Regions from separate parts of the Zea mays genome. Here region 1 is linked to region 2. The links are chromatin contacts, called in public Hi-C maps. All regions are on one chromosome and are shown on one strand. The core of a region is the stretch at or near the end of the contact, and the rest is flanking DNA. Distances in the headings are between cores, read along the strand shown. Region 1 has its middle 36 kb from the start of LOC103653100. Region 2 holds the start of LOC103653099 (phospholipase A1-Ibeta2, chloroplastic).

Evidence for each region. Hi-C and Micro-C count contacts between places; a contact is called where the count stands out from the background.
Region 1: a Hi-C map of leaf mesophyll shows a contact between it and region 2, with 1.9 times the contacts expected there. The contact joins the enhancer-like site here to the promoter of LOC103653099 in region 2. A contact is called at or near these places in 5 of 25 Hi-C or Micro-C datasets (ear, leaf, leaf mesophyll and 1 more).

The regions. Positions count from the first base shown.
Region 1 is chr4:37,083,604-37,089,090 of Zm-B73-REFERENCE-NAM-5.0, forward strand. No RefSeq gene overlaps it. Among protein-coding and RNA genes, the nearest start is that of LOC103653100, 36 kb to the right of the region's middle. Within about 2 kb of position 2,133, at least 14 of the 20 cell types and tissues checked have an H3K27ac peak or open chromatin away from gene starts, as enhancers often do. A contact at or near this core is called in ear, leaf, leaf mesophyll and 1 more, where this site is marked.
Region 2 is chr4:36,983,781-36,989,316 of Zm-B73-REFERENCE-NAM-5.0, forward strand. It overlaps LOC103653099 (phospholipase A1-Ibeta2, chloroplastic), which reads right to left and starts at 4,090. Exons shown (of 1, transcript XM_008680062.3): 1 at 2,033-4,090. The coding sequence starts at 3,879. The coding sequence ends at 2,380.

The sequences.
Region 1 (5,487 bases), core at 883-3,382, 98 kb after region 2:
TTTCATCATTCTTTAATTACTTTATTTTATTGTAATATTAACTCTTTTTAAGTACCATAACCTGATAACAATGTGTATTATGGTAGTACAAATAGTCTATAATTTTTTAAAACTTGAAAAACTGATGAAAAAATGTTAAATAACTAAATTATAATATATAGGGAGAGCTGGATATGGTGAATGGTTAGAGATGTCATGTATGTGGAAGAATATCTTTTAGGTTGATGTAATAAAATACAATAGAAAGTATAAATAAGGGGGAATGGTTGGAGATGACCTAAAATTAGCTTTAGATCTATAAAATTTAAAATGTATTTCTGGATGCGTCAACTTGTTACTGGTGTAGCGCTCTACACCAACTTCGTTGGTATTCTAGACACTCTATGCTATTAGAGTAAGTTTAATAATATAGTTAATCGCTGGCTATAAAAATCTTTGCAGCTTATTTTATTGCTAATATGTGTAATGGTTAGCTCTTTATAATTAATATATAGTTCACTTGTCTTTATCATAAAAAGTTTTGGTTTCATATGTATAAGCTGGATGTTAGTTTGTAGTATGATTCTACTCTCTCTCCTCATTTCTCTTCCATGTCACCAATTAGCCGATTTACTGTCAGCTATTATACTTGCTTTTATAATTCATAGTTCTGCTACGTGATCGGCACCTACCAAATTCGACGACCGAAGGTTAATTAGTATAAAATTAGATAAACACAATAATCAGCAAATAATTGTATTTGTCAAACAGACCAGGTCGGTCGCGATCTGCCGCACGAGCAAATCTCTGTCACCTTTTCGTCTGTAACTTTGTGCACCGCGCGGCAACGAAAATTCAGCACGAGAGGAATTACTTTTTCATTTATTTAATTTGCTCGCTTTTTGATTTTTGTCCCACGGATATCATCGTTTTATAGCTGGAAAAAGCTAGCAAACCGGCCGGCGGCCGTCCGTTTATTAAATTCCTGCACAAATCCAAGCTAGCGTCAAACTAGCTCGTGCGTACATATATAGATATCTATACTATGTTCTATTCTATTAAAAACTTAATCTGAGCATCTGATACTCTAGACCCATCCCACGTGTTCCGACTGGTTCGCCTACCTAGCACCCGACCCGGCCTGCACAGATACCACACCGTTGAAAAAAAAATTGCAAAACGCTAGACCACACATACCTTAGTGTTTAGAAATAAAAAATAATTATAATTAAATAAATATCTCAATACCTATTTATATGATATATAACAACCGTAGCAAAACACGAGCAATTAGACGGTTTATTTATGTGGGTTGTATGGATGGAAATCGAAACTAGACTTAGAGAATTATGTGAGATACGTTCCTCCACTAAGATAAGTCCGTTGTGTTTCTTTTGCACTAACCTTCTTGATACTCCTTAAGGCACGAGGTATTTACGTGGGTTGTACATGCTCTTAGGTGCTGACAAGTGACATGTCATCCATGGAATAAAACTGTACCACTATATATGACGAATACATAAATTAGGATTAGTTATACATACATGTCATAGAGTGGTATGAAAATAAACTAGTTTCTAACTTTTTTAATATTAGATAGGCATATTTCTAATTAACTAGCGTATGTGGGCCCCAAATTCGGAAAATGGTAGTGGAAAATTTATAGTATAACTTTTTTTGTGAGGGATAATGTATAAGGCTATCGTCTTCAGCAACCAGTAACTCTCCTATATCACCTTCTATTTCAAACATGTCTCTGCAAAACAGTACTATCTACTATACTACAAAATAATATTTTATTACACAAACATATACACTTACAGAAGACACAACATGTTGGACACAACCAAAAGGGTAACAAGAACACAAATTTGCTGGTTTCACCCAAACTCTAGAGCCTTTTTAACTTAAGTTGCTATGTAGCGAGCTGCGAGCAATGCAATAGAGTATTTATTTTGGCTACAGCGCCTACACACATGGCAGCACGAGGAGACGGTGAAAGGACGCACATGCAGAACCCCTCTCGTTGTGAGAGACGTACGTGTTGCAAACTTTTTGCAATGACTAGCTAGCTAGCTAGCTGTGGTCAGCTCAGGACGGTAGGCCGACACGGATGGGATCACACACACGATCATGACATGACTCATGAGTGGCCGTCGAGATCCAGCAACGACCGACCGTACTGTACTATGCAACCGCTCTTCTGCATGATCCATGTGTGTGCTGTGCATGTTTTTGTTTTTGTCTCCACTCCGGAGACGACCAGTGCCAGCCCAATAGAGAAAACAATCACGGCGCCGCGTATGCAGATCTTCTTCACACCTTCTTCTTGTCATTCCATGCACTGCATGGCGGCGCCAGGTGTGATCGCTACTACGTACCGTACGGTGTTGCTGCCGCCTCCGACCATGCTTGAGTGAGTGAGTAGCACAAGAAGACAGCGGGTGTGTGTCGCTGCCGCCCCCGCCGACACGTACGCTTTAAACAGATACCTTGTGTATATTTTTTAGAAAAAACAACCCCTTTCAATAATCTTTATCCTTACTATATTAAACCACCAGTTTCAACACTTGTCTCACGAAAAAATAAGGTAAAATTATGTATAAGTAAGTATTTAAACCTTAGTTGTTGGCTCCACATTCACACCCACCTAATCAATAGAAAACACATATTTTATGATTTATTAGAACAAAATTTATCCTATGTTATATATAAAAACCATAGCAACGTACGGGTATACGACTAGTTAAACCTAAAAAAATGGACCTCCATGTATACTCTGTCATATTCTGTTCACAGCGCTCCTCTCCACCTGTGTGTTTGGCACGTGTTTTATTGAAACGCGTTAGCTCGGTTATGACAACGCTGTTTGTCATTTAAAGTGGTAAATCAATAGTCTATCCTTTAGACTCAATTGATCGGATACGATCGAGTCAACCACATGTGTACATGCGAATTTCGCTTGAGCACGTACGTCCCAAATCGACAAAACAAGTCCGATATACTCCTATGATACCTAGTCCGTTTTTTCAACATTGTATTAGCAAAAACGACTTAAATCCAACATATAATGTATTAGAGCCTGCTGGGCATGGCTCCAACTCCAAACTCCAAGTCAGAGTGATGGAGCCTGCTAAACACCAAAACCCCACCTCTTTTTGCAGCAGCCCAACTCCATAGACTTGGTGCAGTTCTAGTTTATTTTTTGGGCCTGGAGTTTAGAGCATCACTTTTCCACCATCGCACCTCTGCCTGGGCGGAGAACTTGCGGTTAACCGTTGGGGACGCATGCGGACATGGCAGCCCCAGACCTCCCCTGGCTGGGGTCTAGAAGGTACTTGTGGAGGTTCGGGTCCCATCCATAATGGCCCGGACATGTGGCATCATACCTCCCCTGGCCGGAGGCCCGAATGGCACACATGGGGGCCTAAGACCGTCCCACGGGGCCTGGTCCTAGGCTGTAATTACCGTGCAGACCCACCAATGGGGCCAGTGGTAATATCGGGCATGCAGGATGGTCCCAGACTCTATGTCGTGGTAGACCGCTCGCCATCTGAAAGGAAATTAGGCTTACACCTATTTCCTATACTAATTTTGGTGGTTGAATTGCCCAACACAAATAATTGGACTAACTAGTTTGCCCAAGTTTATAAGTTCTACAGGTACAAAGGTTCACCATAAGCCAATAAAAAGACCAAGAAAAAGGGTTCAAACAAAGGAGCAAAGGGACAACCGAAGGCACCCTGGTCGGGCGCACCGGACTGTCCGGTGTGCCACCGGACAGTGTCCGGTGCACCAGGGAAGACCGACTTCAAACTCTTCACCTTCGGGAATTCTCAGAGCCGGCGCGCTATAATTCACCGGACTGTCCGATGTACACCGGACAGTGTCCGGTGCTCCAAGAGGACGCGGCTCTGAACTCGCCAGTCTCGGGAATTCGCTTCGGCTGCTCCGCTATAATTCACCGGACATGTCCGGTGTACACCGGACTGTCCGGTGTAACTGCGGAGCAACAGCTACTTCTGGCGCCAACGGCTACCTGCAGCACATTAAATACGCGCCAGCGCGCGCAGAGGTCAGGCACGCCCATGCTGACGCACCGGACACCCTACAGTTCATGTCCGGTGCGCCACCGGTCATCCAGGCGGGCCCAGCGTCAGAGCTCCAACGGTCGGAACCCTAACGTTCGGGTGACGTGGCTGGCGCACCGGACATGTCCGATGTGCACCGGACTGTCCGGTGCACCATACGACAGACAGCCTCCACCCAAACGGCTAGTTTGGTGGTTGGGGCTATAAATACCCCCAACCACCCCACATTCAAGTCATCCAAGTTTTCCACTTCTCAACCACTTACAAGAGCTAGGCATTCAATTCTAGACACACTCAAGTGATCAAATCCTCTCCAATTCCACACAAGGCTTTAGTGATTAGTGAGAGAGATTTGTCGTGTTCTTTTGAGCTCTTGCGCTTGGATTGCTTCTTTCTTTCTCACTTGTTCTTGTGATCAAAGCTCACTTGTAATCGAAGCAAGAGACACCAATTGTGTGGTGGTCCTTGCGGGGAAGCTTTGTTCCCGATTTGATTTGAGAAGAGAAGCTCACTCGGTCCGAGGGACCGTTTGAGAGAGGGTAAGGGTTGAAAGAGACCCGACCTTTGTGGCCTCCTCAACGGGGAGTAGGTTTGCAAGAACCGAACCTCGGTAAAACAATTCGCGTGTCACACTCTTCATTTGCTTGCGATTTGTTTTGCTCCCTCTCTCTCGGACTCATTATTATTTCTAACGCTAACCCGACTCGTAGTTGTGATTAATTTTGTAAATTTCAGTTTCGCCCTATTCACCCCCCTCTAGGCGACTTTCACCATCCCATGGCTATAGGTAGCCACTGGGGTCCCCTCTTAACCCAGCATGAGTAGGTACCCCATATTTGGGGTACCGACAAGCACATAGCAGCAACATCGTCTAATAGCAAAATGACAAGATTGTACTCAAGAATTTAGACCTTACATGTAGAGATGGCAATGGGCCCCGTTCCTCGATTCCCCATGGGGAATTCCTCCATTAGAGAATGGGGATGGAGAAGTTTCTTCCCCCACGGGGATGTAAACGATGAAAAATTCTACCCCGACGGGTAAACGGTGATGGGACTGGGCATCCACATTCTCCGCGGAGACCCATTAAACTTAAATGGGATGATGCTTTCATGTAATAGTTAATGATAAAAATAAATAATTACTTTATCAAGAGATCACTCATTGTACAAAATGTGTTTATTTTGATGTATATATAATGATTTTTACATATGATAATGTATATAAGTGACAACATTTTGCATTAATAATAAAGGAAGTGTGTTCTAATCTCTACTACAAGCGGGGACGGGGATCCCTGACGGGGATTTATCCCGCAGGAACGACCATGGGGAAGAAATGTCCCTGCAAGCATTCGTGGGGATCACCGCGGGAAAATTTTTTGGGTACAGGAATGAGGATGGGGAGCTAAAACCCG
Region 2 (5,536 bases), core at 2,840-5,339:
ATGTCTCTTTATTTCGACTTTTACAGGCCAACACTCGGTGGTGCAACTGTACCAATGAAAATAATTAGGTACCATCTAATTTTTCTCTTAGGTTACATCACAACTCATTAAAAGCCAGTTGTGCTAGCTGCTTGTCCGAGACATGGATTTGGAAGCATCGGTTTCTAGTGTCCCAAAACCTTCGGATATAGTCATTAACCAATTCTTCGTTCCCTTGTCGGACTGAAGATAAATCAGCTAATTCTAACCCATGCTCTCCTCAGAAAAAGTGTGCATTAATTTTCTGCTCTAATTGCTCCTAAGAATTTATAGAGTTAGGCGGTAGTGTTGTGTACCATGCGAATGTGGTACTAGTAAGGGACAACGATAATAAACAGACACGGTGTGTGCTTTTTCCTCCTTCACCAGAAAACTTAGAGAAATCTGATAATCTGGTCCCTTGCGGATATGGCACAGCCTCAAATCGGTGAATATAAGGTTTCCCATATGACTGCCATGTGTCGGACATACTAACACCGAGTTTTGTCTCTGGACAACCTGGCTACCTCGTCTATAATTTTCACACCACGTCTGGTGACCATCCATTAAGTTTGGGGTGAAAACCTCATGTTGCTGGACATTATTTTGTGGGCTTTCCTCCCAAGGATGTTCAAAAGGCGTGTTGCATGTCCTATTAATGCCACCTCGCTTGTTCTATATCTCTCGGGCTCTCGGGTGGCCAAATAATGTTCAGCCCTGAGCACATAAGGTGACATGACATGGTTATAATATGTTGTTAGTGTGGTAACGTAACGATGCTACGATGGGTGTGAAAAGTGTGCACATTGTGCAGCCCCTGGTTCTGCGTACGCGTATCCGAACGGTCCAGTGTAAGGAGCTGGACGGTCCACGACCGGGCCGAATAGTCTGAGGGTATACCTGGACAGTTCGACCATGTATGGCGCCACCTGGGTGGTCTGTGTGCGGGCCTATGTATGGTCAGATTGTCCGACGAAATATGTTGGATAGTCCACGATGTAGCCGGACGGTCCGAGATCAACCTCAGACGATCTGACTGTGTTCAGAGGCGGTCGCGTGCGAGGCGGCGACGACTGTGGTTGTGCTACGAACGTATTCATCGGCATCCCATACAATGGTTGGGTACAAGATGACCCATTTGCAGCCGATATGTTCGGTGCGGGTGGCTCCATATTAGGTTCGTGTGAGGGAAAACTAGGGGTAGTAGATTTTTCATATGCACACGTCCATCCTTTAACAGATTCATCTATATATTGTTTTAATTGATCCTTGTTTTAACTGATTCCCACGCCTGGGGCTCAGACGGTCCTCGCGTTCGCAGAGGGTCTTCTCCACGAAGAACATAAATCTTGCCTCCCAGGAGGGACCTCATCAAGGAAGAAAGATCTAGGGGTTGCCTTGGGGCCAGCAGGCCAACTAAGACGCCTCTAGATGACACCGAGCCGAAGAGAGGTGAAGAAATAGGTCGAGAAAGACTAATAATAGGGTTAGACTAAGGCTAGATTATTCCTACTCCTAAAGAATAGAAAGAACAATGCAAATAAGGTAAATATGATAAATAGAATTGATTGGATCGGTTGTTGGGGCTCAATCGGTCGTACCCTTCTTTTATATAAGGGGGTTTGGACCCTTTACAAATCGGTTCCCGAGTTAATCCCGCAGAGTTTGCTAACAAATCACACAAGAAAACATGAACCCTAATAGATTCTGCACTCGTGTTGACCGTCAATGTGACCACTATGGCGGACTGTCCAGACCGCAGACCGTCCAACCTCAAGATCCAACCGTCTGGTGGTACAAATTTGGTGCTCAACTGACGGTCCCAATCAAGAAACTACAAAGAGGTAGAAAAACAGAGGATCTCCAATTTTCTATTTTTTTAAAATAAACTTGTAGCCCATCTTTTTCATAAATTCTCTCCCCTTGCACAACAAGATGGGTTATAAGATTTTTTTTAACAGCAAAAAACAAGCATCATTTACATCATTTTTAATCATAATAATACAGTGTTATAAGTATATGCTTAGATATGCCCATGCGTGGCTTCACAACCATGTAAGATATAAGATGATGTAACACCATTAGTATTAATCAACTAATCAGTTAAGGTTCATCTATACAATGTTTTTTTTTCATGTACCTGCCACTTCTATTGTTTGGTATGTCCACGGATCCACCAACCAACAACAACACTTTGTACTTGGTAAAAAGTTAAGTTGAGACCAAATACCAAAAAAAATTGAAAAAATCCCCCCAAGTCAACCCTCGTTATCTGTTGACCAAACAATTCTTTTTGGGCGCCGACGTACGCGAGTCCACACCAGCTCGCACCGCCGTTGCAGTTGCGGTTGCGGCCGTCCGTCAGTGCACACACTCCACCACGGTGCTCGCCGCGCCAGGCATGTCGACGCGACCAAGCATAGACCCGGCCATGTCGGCGGCGCCGCCGCCGTCGAGCTGGATGCGCATGTCCTTGGCCTTGCTCATGTAGAGCTGCTTGACGTTGCCGCCCTGGTTCTTGACGAGGCGCAGGATGCTGCGCTTGGCGTTGTCCCGGAACGGGCAATGCGAGCCGAGGAAGCCGTCGACGAGGTGGATGTACGCCTCCAGGTCGTGGCAGCACGCGGCGTCGGCGTCCGGCCGGAGGTACGGCGACGCGCGGCTGTCGAGGCGCAGCTCGCGGCCGACGTCGGCGTAGCCCGGGAGCGGGAGGCCGGGCGGGAAGCGCGGCACGACGTCGTGCGCGTTGACGACGCGGAGCACGCGCGCGCCACGGGCCTCCACGCGCGCCGCGAACGCGCGGTTGCCCACCCGCGGCCCGCCGAACGAGAACACCGCCACCGGCGCCCCCGCGCGGCCGGCGATGCCGCCGGAGAGCTCGTCCGCGATGAGCACGGCCAGGGCGGCGCCTAGGCTGTGCCCGGTGACCGTGATGCTCACCTCCTCGCCCTTGTACATGTCGAGAAGCCTCCGCACCTCGGACACGACCATCTCCGACAGGCTCGCGGAGCGGTCGCCGGCGGTCTTGTACAGGTTCCAGAAGCCGCATTCGACCTTGGCGTTGGATGTGTCCGGTGCGGTGGCGGCGGCGGTGTCACAGTGGGTGGCCGGGACGAGGCCGGCGCGCACGTTCTCGGCCCACTCGAGGACGGTGCAGGTGCCGCGGAGCGCGACGACGATGTCGCGGCGGCCCATCCGCCGGATCTCGGCGGGGCTGTCGCAGACGGCGACGTAGCCGACGAGACTGGTCCGCTGCCCGGCGCACGGCGCGGCGGCGGCCAGCCAGGTGGGGAGGCCGACGGAGGAGGTGGCGAAGAGCGGCGCGGTGACGCGGTACGCGGCGTCCTGGAGCGGGACGCGCGCGCGGCGGCCCGGCTCGGCGTCGGGGCGGGACAGGAAGGCGCCGTAGGCGGCGTCGACGAACTCGCCGTAGCGCACGATCTCGCGGCGCAGGTCCGGGTGCAGCGGGTCGAGCAGGCCGCGCCAGCCGTCCTCGCCGTGCAGGCGGCGCCACGCCGCCGCGATGTCCCCGCGCGGCGACGGCCCGTCGGGCGCCACGGGCTGGAGCAGGCGCTCGAGCCGGCGCGGCGACAGCGTGGGCGCCGGCTCCTGGCCCCTCGCCCCGGTCCGCGTGAAGAAGGACGGGAGCCGCAGCAGCGGCTGCTGCCTCCTCTGCGGTGCGGCAGCGGCGACGGCGGGCGAGGCCGCGCTCTCGACGCCGCCGCGGTTGCGGAAGAGCTTGTCGAGGCTGGCGAGGTGCGCGGCGTTGCTCGGCGGCGGCGCGGCGGCTACTCTGGTGCTGGTGGCGGTCACCGCTGGGCGGTGCAGGGAGAGTGACGGCGGCGCCGCGGCGGTGGACATGCAAGGCAAAAGTAGGAGCGGCAGCGGAGCGGCATAAAAGAAGAAGAATTCGGCAACGGCGGCGGGAGGCCGGAAGAGGAGGTGACTGATCGGACAGCTGGGAGCTTGGGTGGCGGGAGGTCTTATAGACGGTGCGCTGATCGCGTCAAAGCAGGAGCTTCCTACCCTCTTCGTCGTCTCGTCTCTTCTTCAGTCTGCTCTCATGCCACGATTTTTTCTTTTCCTTTTTGGCCCGCAAGCACTACAGTGAAATGCAACGATTTTCATCCTTAAATTTGTGACGTGACGGTTTTCTATTTTTTCTGTTTCAACTTTCAAGCTTGAATTTGCGACGTGACGGTTTACCCGACGATTTTTTTTTTCTGTGATCAGCATTCAGTTTTGATGTGGTTTGTCATATCGGGAATACAAGGTGGACATCTAGACAGTGGGACACTTCAGCTAACCGTATTAGTAAATAATTAAATCTATATTTTTTTCAGGTGTGTTGGTGGCAAGAAAGAGATCGCCCCTGTATATACTCTGTATTTTATTAAAGCCTAATTTTAAATATACCGCACCTAATTATAAAACTATATTTTTTTTTACTACAACAGACGACTTGGATTGTAGCCTGGGAGGCAAATGTCTGGTAGACGTTGGTGCCTAGGTCGGGCAAATTTTTTTTTTGTAGCTACCATCCAAACAGACCCTACTTTTGGTGTGTTTACGAATATTCTCTCTAAAACAAAGAAAGTACTTTACTAAAACAATAGTATAAGTCATAGAATTACAATATTAAGAAACATAACAAAAATAATAAAGAATTCATACCCAAAAGTCATTACGCACAAGTCCCTGTCTGTCGGTGTGGTTTCGTTCTTTTTTAAACTTGTAGTCGTCCTAGGTACTGACGAGCACCTCATCCTCGGTATCACCGTTTGACACCATCACTATACCAGGGTAGTGAAGGCGGCAAAGACAACCCAACGTAAGGTTAGCCTGAGTGTGGTGTCCCTTGCCGTCAAAGGACAGGTCCTCCCAATTCTTGCATTACACAAAAACATTAACAATACACATAATAGAGTTATGAGATAAGTTAATATATTACACTCACCGATCTCCATGTGGCATGATTAAAGTCCTATCAGCCTCTCGCTCTATCGCGTGACGAGGCTTTACTAAGTGGCTTTTTCTTGAGCGACATGTGCGTGTCGCTGAAGAGCCTCCCGAGCCATCATCCATCGGGTTGTCAGCCGGTTCGCCCTGTTGGCCCCACTGGTCCCACGCCTGTTGCTGCTCTCTCTGGTGGTCCCACTGGTCCCATGGCTGGTGATGCTGCGCGGCCTGGTCCCATGTCGCGTGCTCCAACTCCTCATTGTGCGCCACCTCCTCATTGTGCTGCTCAGCCTCATTGTGCCGCTCCTCCTCATTGTGCTGCTCCTTATTGTGCTACTCCTCAGTGTGCTGCTCATCCTGGTACATACAACTCAAGATTTATTTGTAAATATGTAAACAAATTTATTTGTACAAGATATGTTACCTCATCTCCATATACCGCGCTCAACAGCTCTCGACGTCTGCTGCTGCTCGAAGAACTGCCCTGAAAAAGGCCCAGGCCCTTGAACAGCCCCTTCACTGACTTCTTTGATTTTGGCGGCATCCTGCATCAAAAAAT